Linked DNA regions of Mus musculus: regions 2 and 3 are each linked to region 1. Evidence: chromatin contacts called from public Hi-C and HiChIP or PLAC-seq data. All regions are on one chromosome and are shown on one strand. The core of a region is the stretch at or near the end of the contact, and the rest is flanking DNA. Distances in the headings are between cores, read along the strand shown.

Region 1 (3,958 bases), core at 884-3,383:
CTGTGGGATTTTTGTTTTAAAATTAAATGAAAAGTATAAGATATTAATAAGCTTTGAAATAAAGCATCTATGGAAATGAACATCAAAGATGCAGCGACCTGCCGGCAGAGATAGCCATGCTGTAAGGTCACGCACAGCCTCTTTGTTCTCAAAGAAACTTGGGAGACATTATTCAGACTCATCTTTGGAGCACTCTTGGGAAGATTATATCCTGGAAGAAGCCAGAGTATAATGTTTTCACCACTTTCTTGCTTGATTACATTGTCTTTGTGTAACCATTGAAACTAACGATAGGTAACTTTCCAGGAACTTGGTGACAGAAAATGAGAGATGATGATGATGGTGATGATGGATGGTGACGATGACATGACAATGATGACGACAATGATGAGGAATACCCTTTGGAAAAGCCAACACTTAACTAGCATGAAATGATTTCATGTTAGTTTTTCCTGTTGCCTTCAAAAACTCTGTGAAATATTGTATCTCCATTTTATGTATGTGGACAGTTTATAAGATCCATGCTAAAAATAGATACATTGAACAAGGCTGAAGCATTCCAAATATATGGGATTTGTGATTCATTAGCTTGAGCTCTGCCTAGAACGATGAAGGAAATTTTTATCATGGAACAAAAACAAACATCAGGATATATCAATGCCTTCCTGTGTGTGGACATAGCTAGAAAGCATATACATTTGTCAGAAATTTTTATGTTGTAAATGACAAAGCTCGAATAAAAATCACTTAGAAAAAACAATAAAAGGGAGGATAGGCTGGCTCAGGAGTGGAAAGGGCTGAGGGTAGATGGTTAGCCTTAAGGTTCAGCTATGACTGAGTCCAAGGGCAAGTTTAGCTCCATGAAAGTAAAGTCATATCTTGGATGCACGGTGCAGGACAGGAGTGGCCAGGGTTGTCCTGAGCCAGGGTAGGAAGCTCACATACCTCAAGTGACAGACTTGGGTAGGGAGCCAGCAGTTTCCATGGGAACATCAGTTGCTTTTAGAAGAAAGAATGGTTGGTAGACATCAAGCCTAGCAGATCTCTACAACCAGTCCTGCCTTCAAGGCGTGCTCCCCCTGCCTCAGAAATTCTTACTCTTAGAACTATGTCTTTATGACTTGAGCCTCAGGAGTTCTCTTCAGTACTGTAGATATTCTGAGGCAAAGGTTTGCAATGCCGGTGGTATATTAGAGTCACGTGGGTAGCCAAAAACTCTTTTGGGAATGTGGGTGTCTGAGCTCACCATCTTAAGCTCATCAATGGGCTGGCGGTACAGCATCAGTTGTAGACCGCTTTCTTAGCTTTCCTGAGGCCATGGGTCCATATGCAGTACTGAAAAAGGAAGCAAGCAAACAAAACCATCCACACTCCAAACTTTGACCCTACTGGAAGAGTTTGAAAGGAGCAGTACTTTGTGCACAGTTGAGAGCCTATCTCTCGGACCTTCCTTCTCCTCCCTTGCTCTTTCTTCTTGATGTCAGTGTCTGTGGCCATTTAGTAGTTGCCTCAGGAACACTGACAGAGCTAAGTATAACGGAACTGCATGAAGAGAATGTATTGTATCATACACCACCTTGTTCCGGGTTTCTGCACACTAGATTTCTACTGTGTCACTTTGGGACTTACTGTCTCCAAGATATGAGAAAGGATGGGTAACGTGAGGAACCTTTCCAGCCCTGTAGGGGAGGAGATCGGATTGTGGGGCAGGACTGTTTACAGTCCATGTAGCATGTGGAAGACAACCAAACCCACTGGAATCCAAAGAATGCCGAGCCTTAGGAGTTCTTGCTAGCATGTGGAAAGTCCCACAGAGAAGAATAATCTCCACTTGTTTGAGGGCTTCCTTCAATATGACTAAAGGACGGTGTGGGGGAGAGGGCGGGCGCTACAGCTGGGTAGGTTTTTGTTTGTTTTAGTTAAATGCTCAAGGCACTAAAGTAGTGTTTATTACAAGGGAAATATCACACAGACTATCAGTTTGGGCTTGTAAATTTCCAATTTGAGAGTTGAAGGAAAATGGTCACAGTTTTAAATTGGATTTAAAAAATCGGTCAGGAAAGGAATCTAAGCAGCTTTGCTGAGGCCTCCGTGCTGCAGTACCACCCATGGCCACAGGGATGCAGTGCAGCTCAGCAGACAGTAGGAACCCTGGAGAGGCGGGTTCCAGGGAATCCTCGCTAGGGCAGTAAAAACCGACCTCCTGGAACCAGGGGGAAGACATTCTTTATCCCTGCCATCCATGTCGCCCCTCAGTTCTAAGCTCTGTGGTTTATTAAACGACAGTTACTACAGGCTTATTGCACGTTCCCTTACTCCAGTGCGCAGTGGTCTTGCCTTGGGAAAAATTTCGAAGTAATAGAAATATCTAATGATGAAGGGCTGGTAAAATGACTTGCTAAATGTTCATACAAAAGAAAACAGTGCAGCTATGTAACTGTGTTCCAGACATTATTTTAAAGGCAGGGAAAATGATAAACGAGAATAAATTTTGTAAATAAATAAATAGCCCGTTATGGTGACAAATTTGTAACCCCCTGTACTCAGGGGGCTAAGTAGGGCAGGGGGATTACAAGTTAGAGACTAGCTTGTGTCTCACAATGGGACTTTATCTAAAAAAGAAAAAAAGAAGTGTGTGTGTGTGCCTGGGAATTGAGGAGGTGGCTTAGCTAGTAAAGTGCTTGCCGCTAAGCACGAGGACCTGAATTTGGAAAGCAGGGCGCTGTAACCCTAGAGCTGCAGAGGCAGACGGGAGGATCCCTGGGGTCTGCTGGTCAGCTCGCTCTAGGTTCAGCAAGACCCTGGCTCAGAAGCTAAGGTGTCAGGTAGTTAAGGTAAGTCACTCCCATGTAAACCTCCATTTCATGAATGCCCGAAAAATAGGCATATGTGTGCCCACAAATACCCACCCCCGCAGTCAAACAACGACAATAACAAAAGCAAAGTCCAGATACCCAAACGATTTGAGATTCTAGTGTTCTTAAAGTGTTTAAGAGGCACATACACATAATAAAATCTCTAATTGGTAGACTTATTGTTGAAGTCTAATTTTCCTCTTATGTTTTATAATTTTATAAAATAAGAAACAAAAGCACTTTTATAGTTAGGAGAAAATTATTGAGGAAAATAACGGAACAGATGGATATCCAGTCTTGCACGTGAAGAAGAGGACAGATCCTAGCTAGCTGAGGCTGGAGATGCTTGCTGTATTGGCCCACGTTTGCTGACTGATAGGCTGGCTCGCCCTTAATGTTAGCCAGGGATGGAGAAGCCGACTCAAAAGGCCTTGGAAAGAGCATTTCAACAAATCACTAATTAGTCGTAATTATATGTGATTATTGACTTTCTTATGGATTTAAAATTTCCCTGTAGTAAGCACACACAGTTTATTTAAAATACTTACAAATAGAAGTATATATGCAAATATTGGCTATTGAATTGTCACTTATATTTTCCTTTAGTTTAGTCTTTGCACTTATTTTCTTAGCATTGACTTTATGAAGCTATCAAGTGAGCCATCTTGCAGTGCCCTGCTCTCTAAATTTGCCTGACTATTTCTCGAGGTGCCCTTGAATACACCAGATGTATTTCCTGGAAACAGGAAATTAAGCCATAGGCAGGAAGAGATTCAGGTCACATTTTTTTTTTTTTTTTTTTTTTTTGGGCAGGCGTATGTGCTGGGAAATGCTGTGTACGTCATAATTTATGCTATTGGGAGTCATAGCAGGTTGTCCCAGTTCAGGGTCAGTCCGTGGTCACTTGGCCTCATGCCATTGGACAGAACATGCTCACAGGAGACTATGCTAGGAGAGGCTCTTCACCACCTGGTGGATAGTAAGCAGAAAGACAAACAGACACATTACTTTTGTTGTTGTTGTTTGTTTGTTTTTAGCAACAAGGTTTTTCTGTGTAGCCTTAGAAAGTCTCTTTGTTATTTTTGAGATTATAATATAATTAC
Region 2 (3,958 bases), core at 710-3,209, 390 kb after region 1:
ATCTGCCCAGCATTTAAATAGCTTCTTGGGCTCCAAACTCCAGTACTTACATTTACACGGTAAGCTTTTGTAACTACTGAGCTACCTCCCCAGCCCAGCCGTGGAGTGAATATACTAGAGTATTCAAGGCAGGTACAGTTCTGTGCACTGATGGCCCAAGTCACTCAGGAGACTAAAGTAGGAAGATTACTCTAGTTCAGAATTCCAGGACCAACCTGGGGAACATAATGAGAGCCCATCTTTAAAAATAGGCCTGGCTGATTGTCACTGCCCTAAATCTAGCTGCATGACTGCTTTGTTTTCTCTTGTGTTTTGTTTCTTTAGAAACTCGGGCATGCGTAATGAAAGCTCATGGGTTGCTAGTACTTGTGTAGCTGGGGTAGGGCAGTTCAGAGGCCTTTTGAATGTCCTCCTGGGCAGTCTCTGATCATATTTCCTATACCAGTCCCCTTGGCTGAAAATCCATTAGTCTCTTGACTTTTCATGCGAATTGAAATTGCTATATTGAAAATCATATTCCAAAGCTGAAGCAAAGTAATGCTCCTCTTTTACAAAGCCATCTCGTTGTGTTTACCTTGATGTTAACCGTGCTTTCTCATTTATCTGATACGTATTATTGTCTGGCAGGATATTGTGCCATATGTAATGATTATAATTTAGAAATGAAAACCACTACTTGTCTTCCTCCCTCCCCTTTGGTTGTTGCTGGCTCTGTGGATTTTTTTCCTCTCCCTCTCTGCCTGTAAACATCTATAAAATGAGTAAGAGTAAATGAATTACACAGGTGTAATCCCATTGAAGGTTCTGGAAACAGCCTTTAGCCTCCAGATCCAAGCTCTTACGGTCTGTGTCAGATCAGAAGTGCGAGATAGAATCACAGCTCTGTTATTCAAGGTTTGCTTTTTGCTAATTTTATGGGGAACATAAAAGCTAATGTAAAGCATCTGTCACATCCTTGACCCCCTTGAAGAAACCTGTATCCATGGCAGCCAGAAGCAGGGAGGAGGAGGAGATCCCCAGGTTTACACACAGCATCTCAGAAAAAAAAAAAAAAAAGAAGAAGTGCTTATCTCTTGAGTGTCCTTCCCTGCTGTGCCGATGCACTGATAAGGTTAGGGTTTCATTCTATCAAATCAGCACTCATTAATTGGGCTCATCTCCTCTTCCCAGTGCTAGAATTACAGCAGTGAACAAATCACACAAGAATCCTCCTGTCCCATCACCCGGAGCCCACTTACACTATGACTAAACAAGATAGAAAAAAATGTTGCACATAACAAGCTCTTCACACAAAACTGGTTAAGGCAAGAGTTAGGGGCCTAATCTTTCAAGGCTGCAGCTGGGCTTTTCCATTGAATAGGCTGGGTGCCAAAGACCTCACTGATAAAATGATGCTTGGGCAGATATCAGAAGGAGGGAGAGCCCCAGTGCAGATTTCTGGATGTAGAGACTCCCAAGCTTGGAGACAGCCTGTGCAAAGACCCTGAGACTGAGGCTTGGCAGAGGGAGTAGCAATACTCATGTGTCCCCAGTCAAATGAGAACAAAGGAAGGAACCAAGTGCATAGAGATTTAGAAGTCCGTGTATTATAGGGCTTTCTAGGACCAAGGAAGGCCCTGAGATCCTCTGGGAGGAGTTGGAAATCCCTGAAGAGTTTCAGATAGAGAAATGGTCCATTTCAAACAAAACACCTAACACAGCTTCATAAGAGTTAGGGAGTTGGGCTTTCAACGGTAAGACAGGCTGCTGCAGGAAAACCTGACAAGAGATCATGGTGGCTCGGAGGAAGGTGGCAGGTGGTGCTGAGATAGAGTTTACTGAGGTTGTAAGTTGAGGGCAGAGCCAATGGAATCTGCCAACAGATTGAGTGTGGGATCCCTTCACAGACCGATTCTCTGAAATCGTTACTTAAGGTGCACGAGGAGTTCTGGACGCCTCTTCCTGAGGATAGACACTCAGCATTACATCACTGGCCACATTTGGAATTTCTTTCTTTCTTTGCTGCGTTTTGTACTGAGCACATCTACAGCATTTGCAAGGCCAGAGAAATATCATTTCTGTGCCTTTCTGTTTTTGGACTGCAGATTCTTGCTGCCACAGAGAAGCATCCCTACAGAAGTGCTGCAATCCTCTTGGGTCCAAGAACAACACACACATCCATCCTTCTGCTCACCACTGCCTCCCTGCATCAATTATGCCTCCACCGTAATCTCCGATGTCTCCTTCCTCCAGACTCTGCTCCAAGCTGTAACTGATTCATGTTCAGCCTGATGCAATAATCTTTACACTGACTCTTCTGTTTTCATGCTTCCAGAAAACTAGCAGCTTGCAGCCAAAATTACCCTTGTCCAGTTTCATTTCCATCCACTTGCTGTCCCTCTGAGAGTCCTGTCTCTGCCTCTCTCTCTCTCTCTCTCTCTCTCTCTCTCTCTCTCCTCCCCCTTTCCCTCCCTCCTTTTCTCTCTCCCACTAAATTGAAATAGTTTAGCATATTCTTTGTACACACTCTCACCCTGTCCTTTTCATCTTTAGCACATACCTATGTAATTTTGGGTTCTCTCCGGCAAGCCACCTAGAGAACTGAGTACATCAGGTAAACACCAGGTATGAATCAGAAACACCGTCATCCGATTTTCTGGTTATCACTGCCTAGAATGTGAGAATGGAACACAAATAGTAAATAGGACCACAAGGGGTAATTCTTTACTCTGCAGACCTTAATTTTCCTTCTAAGTGTAATAAACAGCTGACCTGAGAGTGCATAGTCATTTCTGGAGCTTGATCAATACTTCTGGCTCTGTGACTTCAGATACACAAAGAGAATTGTATCTTCTGGTCCTTTTGGGGGTAGATGAAGCCATGAGACTAACTCTGGCTAATAATGTAAAAAGGTTGCATCCATCATGATGACTCCCCCCCATCCCTTGGTCACTGGTGGTGTTCTGATTTATTGAATGGCTCTGACATATAGCTCTTTTGGCAACCTGGCAAATATATGGCATAGCCAATAAACTTTTTTTTTGACTACTGAGATTTTAGGATTCTTACTACAGTATGATCTATGTCTCTCTTTTTTTTCCCCCCATGGTACTGGGAATCAAATACAGAGACACATCTATGCTGCTAGGTATATACTTTGCCACTGAGCTAAGCCCTGTTCCAACCTAGCCCATGCTAGCTTGATTTATTCAAGTTACCTGTTTCTGTAATAGGTACTTAAGAAGTGACTTTAAAGCAGATGAAACCTTGAATGAATAATAAGGCCTTGCCTAAGTAGGTATCAGACTGACTGATTCTAGCCCTGGAGGCCTTAGGAACTAAGGGAGTAAAAGGAAGATCAGCCCTGGCTTTAGGTAAGGGGAGATAACCTGATGGCAAACTCACATAAGACATCTATCTATAAGGGCTTTCTAGGGTTGGAACTCACATAAGACATCTATAAGGGCTTTCTAGGGTTGGAACTGAGCTTTCTTGCTTTGCCTCAACCAAGCAGCCACATAGCTGGGGTCCTATCTGCTCAGGAAGGAATTTCCATCACAGACGATGACAAGAAGTGAAGGCGGGAAGGGCCACCTGCTCTGCTTCATGACTTCCAGAGAGGCAAGTGCACATGCCCCATGACCTGTTCGCCCAAGCCTGTGGTACTGACACAAGCACGTGACTGTGGACAATGCCCGTGGACAGCTCAAGCAAGGTCAGGAGAAAGCCAACATTCTCGATGCCGTCTAAGTACCACAGAGTGGCAAAGAAATGACTTCTGCTTCCTGTAGAGACCATTAGCTAAATTGCAATATCTCATTCTTGGACTGCCTTTGCCAGGGTATTGTTTCTTGCTTTGAACCTGGGAAAGGGAAGGAAGAGGCAGGCGACCGTCTACCTCCCTCTTCTTTTCTATGAAACCCACTGTTTAGAAGGACGCTTTGTTTTTAATTGGCAGGGGGAGGCTAGTGAGAGCCGC
Region 3 (3,958 bases), core at 983-3,482, 320 kb after region 1:
TTGCCACTGTGGCTTCCCTCTTGTAAGGACCCAGAGGGGACTCTACCTCAGCTCAGATGGTCTTGCCTTGTGGCTTCTGTCTGTCCTCACTAGAACCTGAAGGGGACTCTCCCTCAGCCCAGGTGGTCTTGCCATTATGACTTCCCTCTTCATTAGGACCCAGATGGGACTCTTCCTCAGCTAACAAGTGGCCTGTTGATTATTTCATAGGTTTGTGGGCGGTAAATACATGATACAGAATCAATGCTTAGTGCATTAATGACTAACCATCCAACCTGCTCACATTTCATTTACATTCTGTAGACAAAACAGCAGCATGAGTGATAAATGGAAAGTAGAGAATTCCCTTATTCCCACACATCTAATCTTTATGCCACTAAGACTCATGGGGCTGTTTCTCCAGCCTTTAGTTTAAAGATGAGGGCAAAAAAGCGTGCTTGGTCTTCAGGTCTCACTTGTGCTAGGACTCTTGAAGTTACAATTTATCATTTGTAAGATGTTCTATGTGACAAGTATGACATTAATAAAAGGCCCTCTGTAACATGCAAACATATGTGATGTGATAAGGGTGTCCACAGTACTAAGCCCCAGCAGGCAGTTGGCTTCACCATTAATGACACTTACTAGATGTCCACTGTGGCCACTGTAATGTGCATGCTATGGAAACAAGACTATAAACGCAGAGCTTCTGCTCTGTTAGGAAGGGTCCCAGGCATGGTGGGAGGTTTTACATTCTCTGGAAAGGAAAAATGGGGGAAAACCGTGGAAGACATTCCCTCTCAGGGACTTAAGGGAAGGCAAAGGAACACTGAGCAAGGCCTATAACAAAGTTGTCATGAAGAAACAGAAGTCAGCAGACCTAGGACTTACTTTAAGTAATGTTCGTTATGATAGTTTCACTCATGTACATAATGTAATTTCATCACACTCCAGACCCAGGAGAACAAGTGTCTCCCTGTTTGATCTTTAAGATCAAGGCAGTTTGACATAATCTTTGTCTGTCTGTAGTGCTGGGAATTGAACCTAGGCCTCACACATGCCAGGTAAGCACTCTACTGAGCTGTATCTCTAGGCCTATGTAATCATAACTTTATTTCAGAGCCAATAAACTGGCTTTACCTGCACACACATAAAAATTTTTACTCAAGTTTTAAAATAATATATTGGGTAACTGTTGTTGTTTCTTGAGGTAGGGTGTCCCTATTTGGTCTTCACTGGCCTCAGATGCTCTCTGTAGACCAGGCTAGCCTTGCACTCACAGAGATCCACCTGCCTTTGTGTTCTGGGTGCTGGGCTTAAAGATGTTTTTATTGTACAAATGAATGGGATACAGTTTAACATCTTACTATTTCCACATACTTATGTATGTATAATGTATAAACATCAAATCAGGGTAGATCATACTTCAAGACAGATGAACATTTTGCAAAAGATGAGAAAGAGATCTTCCTTAAATAGCAACTGGCTATGTGTACAGAACTCACAAAATTAAATAGTATTCATGAACAGTGTCCTTTTCTGAAAGGTCTGAACCGAACACACCTCATGATTGCCACACTTCTCAGGGAACAGGCAGGGAGAAGGTAAATCTTATCTCTTGACTTCTATCTCACACTCTCTGGCTCAATGTGCATGCAATGTTTGTGTCTATTTTTGGTTTGGGACTAATGAAAGGAGCCCAAGAGGAATTCTAAGAGGAGAAAAAATGGGGTGCAATAGGCTAAATGCTGAAAGTGCCAGAAAGGAGAGGAGATGATGCGGAGCAGAGACACTGTCCACACAGCTTCTACCTGCCATGTTGGCTTGGCTGGTGCCCAGGGCTTGAAGGATCAGCTGCAGTTCCCTGACAGCTAGGGCTGCCTCTTCTCCACAGCACAGGTCAGGCTCCAGGACCACTTCAAGAAGGCCAATTCCTACCAAAGAGAGGTGAGTCAGCCTGGCGTGGGCTTGACAGACTCATCAGTTAAGGAGTTGGGAAATTGAGGGAAAACCTGGCAGGACCCTCTAAGCAGCCCCACCCCTCCTTCCCCCACTTCTGAACCTTGTCGATTTTTAACTTTGGTTCATTTCTTTCAATGTCTGCTTAAGGACATCCAGCTGTGGGCCGTGACAGGGCAGATAGGTCTGTCTGATTTTAGGGCTGAATAATTGGCAGCCCTAGCAGTGAGCATGGTTTAGGCCGTGCACTCCCATCAGCTCTGCCAATACCCACATGGATATTTTGATCTCTGTCAGTCAGGCTCCTGTGTCTGCTTTCTCAATTGGCTTGAGAAAGTCTAGAAGGGAAGTGAAATGCCTACAACCCCGGAGCAGAGAGGGCTGGAAGAAGCAGGGCAGACCCAGCCTACCGGCTCTGTTCAAATCAATGAGTGTCTGTGACCTCAGGTCGTCATGGAGGCTTTTGCCACTGTCCTGCTCCAACTGGATCTGCTTGATCCTCACTGTCTTGGTGGTCACCTGACTGGGTTTCTTCCCTAGATAGATACAGTAGGTCAAGTGTCCATTGGCAGCAATTGGGAGCCTCTGCTGGGTGATCTGGTAGCCAGCCTGCTCGCAAACAAACACGGATTTAGTTGCTAGACCAGAACTGAAAGCTGGGATTCGCTTCACTTTTAGTTTCACATCATAAAGGTTCACTTAAAACAGACCCAAATAACAGGAGAAACAAGGAGACAAAAAAAAAATTACTTTATACACTGCTGGCATAATTAACCTGTCTTCTTCTGGCTTTTCCCATTACCCCATTACCCACCCAAGGTCTCTTGCCCCTAATAATGATGCAATTAGCAACACAAATCCTACCTTGCTTGCTGCAGCCCCATTTTGGGGAATAACAATAACCTCACTGTCAGAAGCCCCTAAGAGAAGAATTTATTGTTTTCATTTAGCTCATTAGCCTAAACTCTGCATCTCATCACCAGGCTCCTGCTGAGCCCCTTATTGGGGAATGCTGGCTAAGCAGTTAGCCATCTACTTGCAGCATGGCCTACAGCAACTGTCACAGCATTTACTTTGTTGAGTTCTGCTCTTACAGGTAGGCAACCATGCCAACTGTCCTTCCTTGTTCCTCAGGCCAGAAAGTGCTGTGCTATGAGCACACTTGGCTAATGGATATCGTAGAGCATGAAATAACTGATAGCTGCTGTGAGGATGCTGTCCCTCCTTCTAAATCGGTGGTTCTCAACCTAAGAGTCACAACCCCTTTAGAGGATGAATAACCCTTTCACAGGGGTTGCCTAAGACTAATGGAAAACACAGATATTTTTATTATGATTTATAACAGTAACAAAACTACAGTTATGAAGTAGTAATGAAAACAATTTCATGGTGGTGGGGGGGGGCACTGCAACACGAGGAGCTGTATTAAAGGATCTCAGCGTTAGGAGGGCTGAGAGCCACTGCTCTAAATGGAAAAGAAGAATTACTTTCAACACATGCTGAGAATACAGAGCAATGAAAAGACTGGAGATAAAGAGAAAATAATGGCTAAAGCATCTGCAGTACTTGCTGGATACTGTTGCCCTCATTCAATCCCTCAAGCCATGTAGTGAACGCAAGAAGGGGGCAAGGGTGTTGCCTAAAGCCACACACAGATGCAGGAGATCCCTAAGCCACAATGGCCCAAGTCTGTGTGTGTATCTCCCTAGTAGGCCAGTGAAAGGATTTTAAAACTTCTACAACCTCAGACAATCAAGTGGACATGTCAAACCACAGCATGCTTAATACCACCCTCAAGGTTTCTGATGCAGGCTTGGAGTAAGGCTGGAAAATTTATAGTCCTAACAAGGCTCTGGGAAATGTTGGTACTGGGTGCCCTAGGAACACACTTGGGGAACTGTAGGAAGGCTAACTTCCTACCTATGCTCAGATAGAAGTCTTCATGTATAAACCTGAATTCTGGTCTGGGTTGCTGGACAAAACACTAGGGCACCTTGCTAAATCTGAGTTTCAGATAAAC

What was found. HiChIP or PLAC-seq counts read pairs in DNA pulled down with a chosen protein or histone mark. A called contact is a pair of places that touch in the nucleus more often than the background predicts.
Region 2: a contact with region 1 is called in a Hi-C map of cerebral cortex, with 11 times the contacts expected there. The contact joins two enhancer-like sites. A contact is called at or near these places in 1 of 39 promoter capture datasets (stem cell-derived epiblast-like cells), 2 of 15 datasets of contacts at CTCF or cohesin (large pre-B cells and pro-B cells), 5 of 484 Hi-C or Micro-C datasets (the G1E-ER4 cell line, Th1 cells, cerebral cortex and 1 more) and 1 of 9 other capture datasets (embryonic stem cells).
Region 3: a contact with region 1 is called in a CTCF HiChIP or PLAC-seq map of the NIH/3T3 cell line, with 13 read pairs. The contact joins two enhancer-like sites. A contact is called at or near these places in 5 of 39 promoter capture datasets (cranial neural crest, embryonic stem cells, liver and 2 more), 1 of 15 datasets of contacts at CTCF or cohesin (the NIH/3T3 cell line), 3 of 484 Hi-C or Micro-C datasets (cerebral cortex, cortical neurons and nephron progenitors) and 1 of 115 datasets of contacts at active chromatin or transcription factors (oligodendrocyte precursor cells).

What each region holds. Positions count from the first base shown.
Region 1 is chr3:85,922,341-85,926,298 of GRCm38.p6, reverse strand. No RefSeq gene overlaps it. Among named protein-coding and RNA genes, the nearest start is that of Gm26204, 16 kb to the right of the region's middle. Within about 2 kb of position 2,133, at least 76 of the 459 cell types and tissues checked have an H3K27ac peak or open chromatin away from gene starts, as enhancers often do. A contact at or near this core is called in the NIH/3T3 cell line and cerebral cortex, where this site is marked.
Region 2 is chr3:85,528,957-85,532,914 of GRCm38.p6, reverse strand. It overlaps Gm3740. Among named protein-coding and RNA genes, the nearest start is that of Gm31419, 39 kb to the right of the region's middle. Within about 2 kb of position 1,959, at least 18 of the 459 cell types and tissues checked have an H3K27ac peak or open chromatin away from gene starts, as enhancers often do. A contact at or near this core is called in cerebral cortex, where this site is marked.
Region 3 is chr3:85,602,970-85,606,927 of GRCm38.p6, reverse strand. Gatb (glutamyl-tRNA(Gln) amidotransferase, subunit B) reads right to left here. Exons shown (of 13, transcript NM_144896.4): 4 at 2,349-2,547; 5 at 1,791-1,913. Among named protein-coding and RNA genes, the nearest start is that of Gm46809, 29 kb to the right of the region's middle. Within about 2 kb of position 2,232, at least 12 of the 459 cell types and tissues checked have an H3K27ac peak or open chromatin away from gene starts, as enhancers often do. A contact at or near this core is called in the NIH/3T3 cell line, where this site is marked.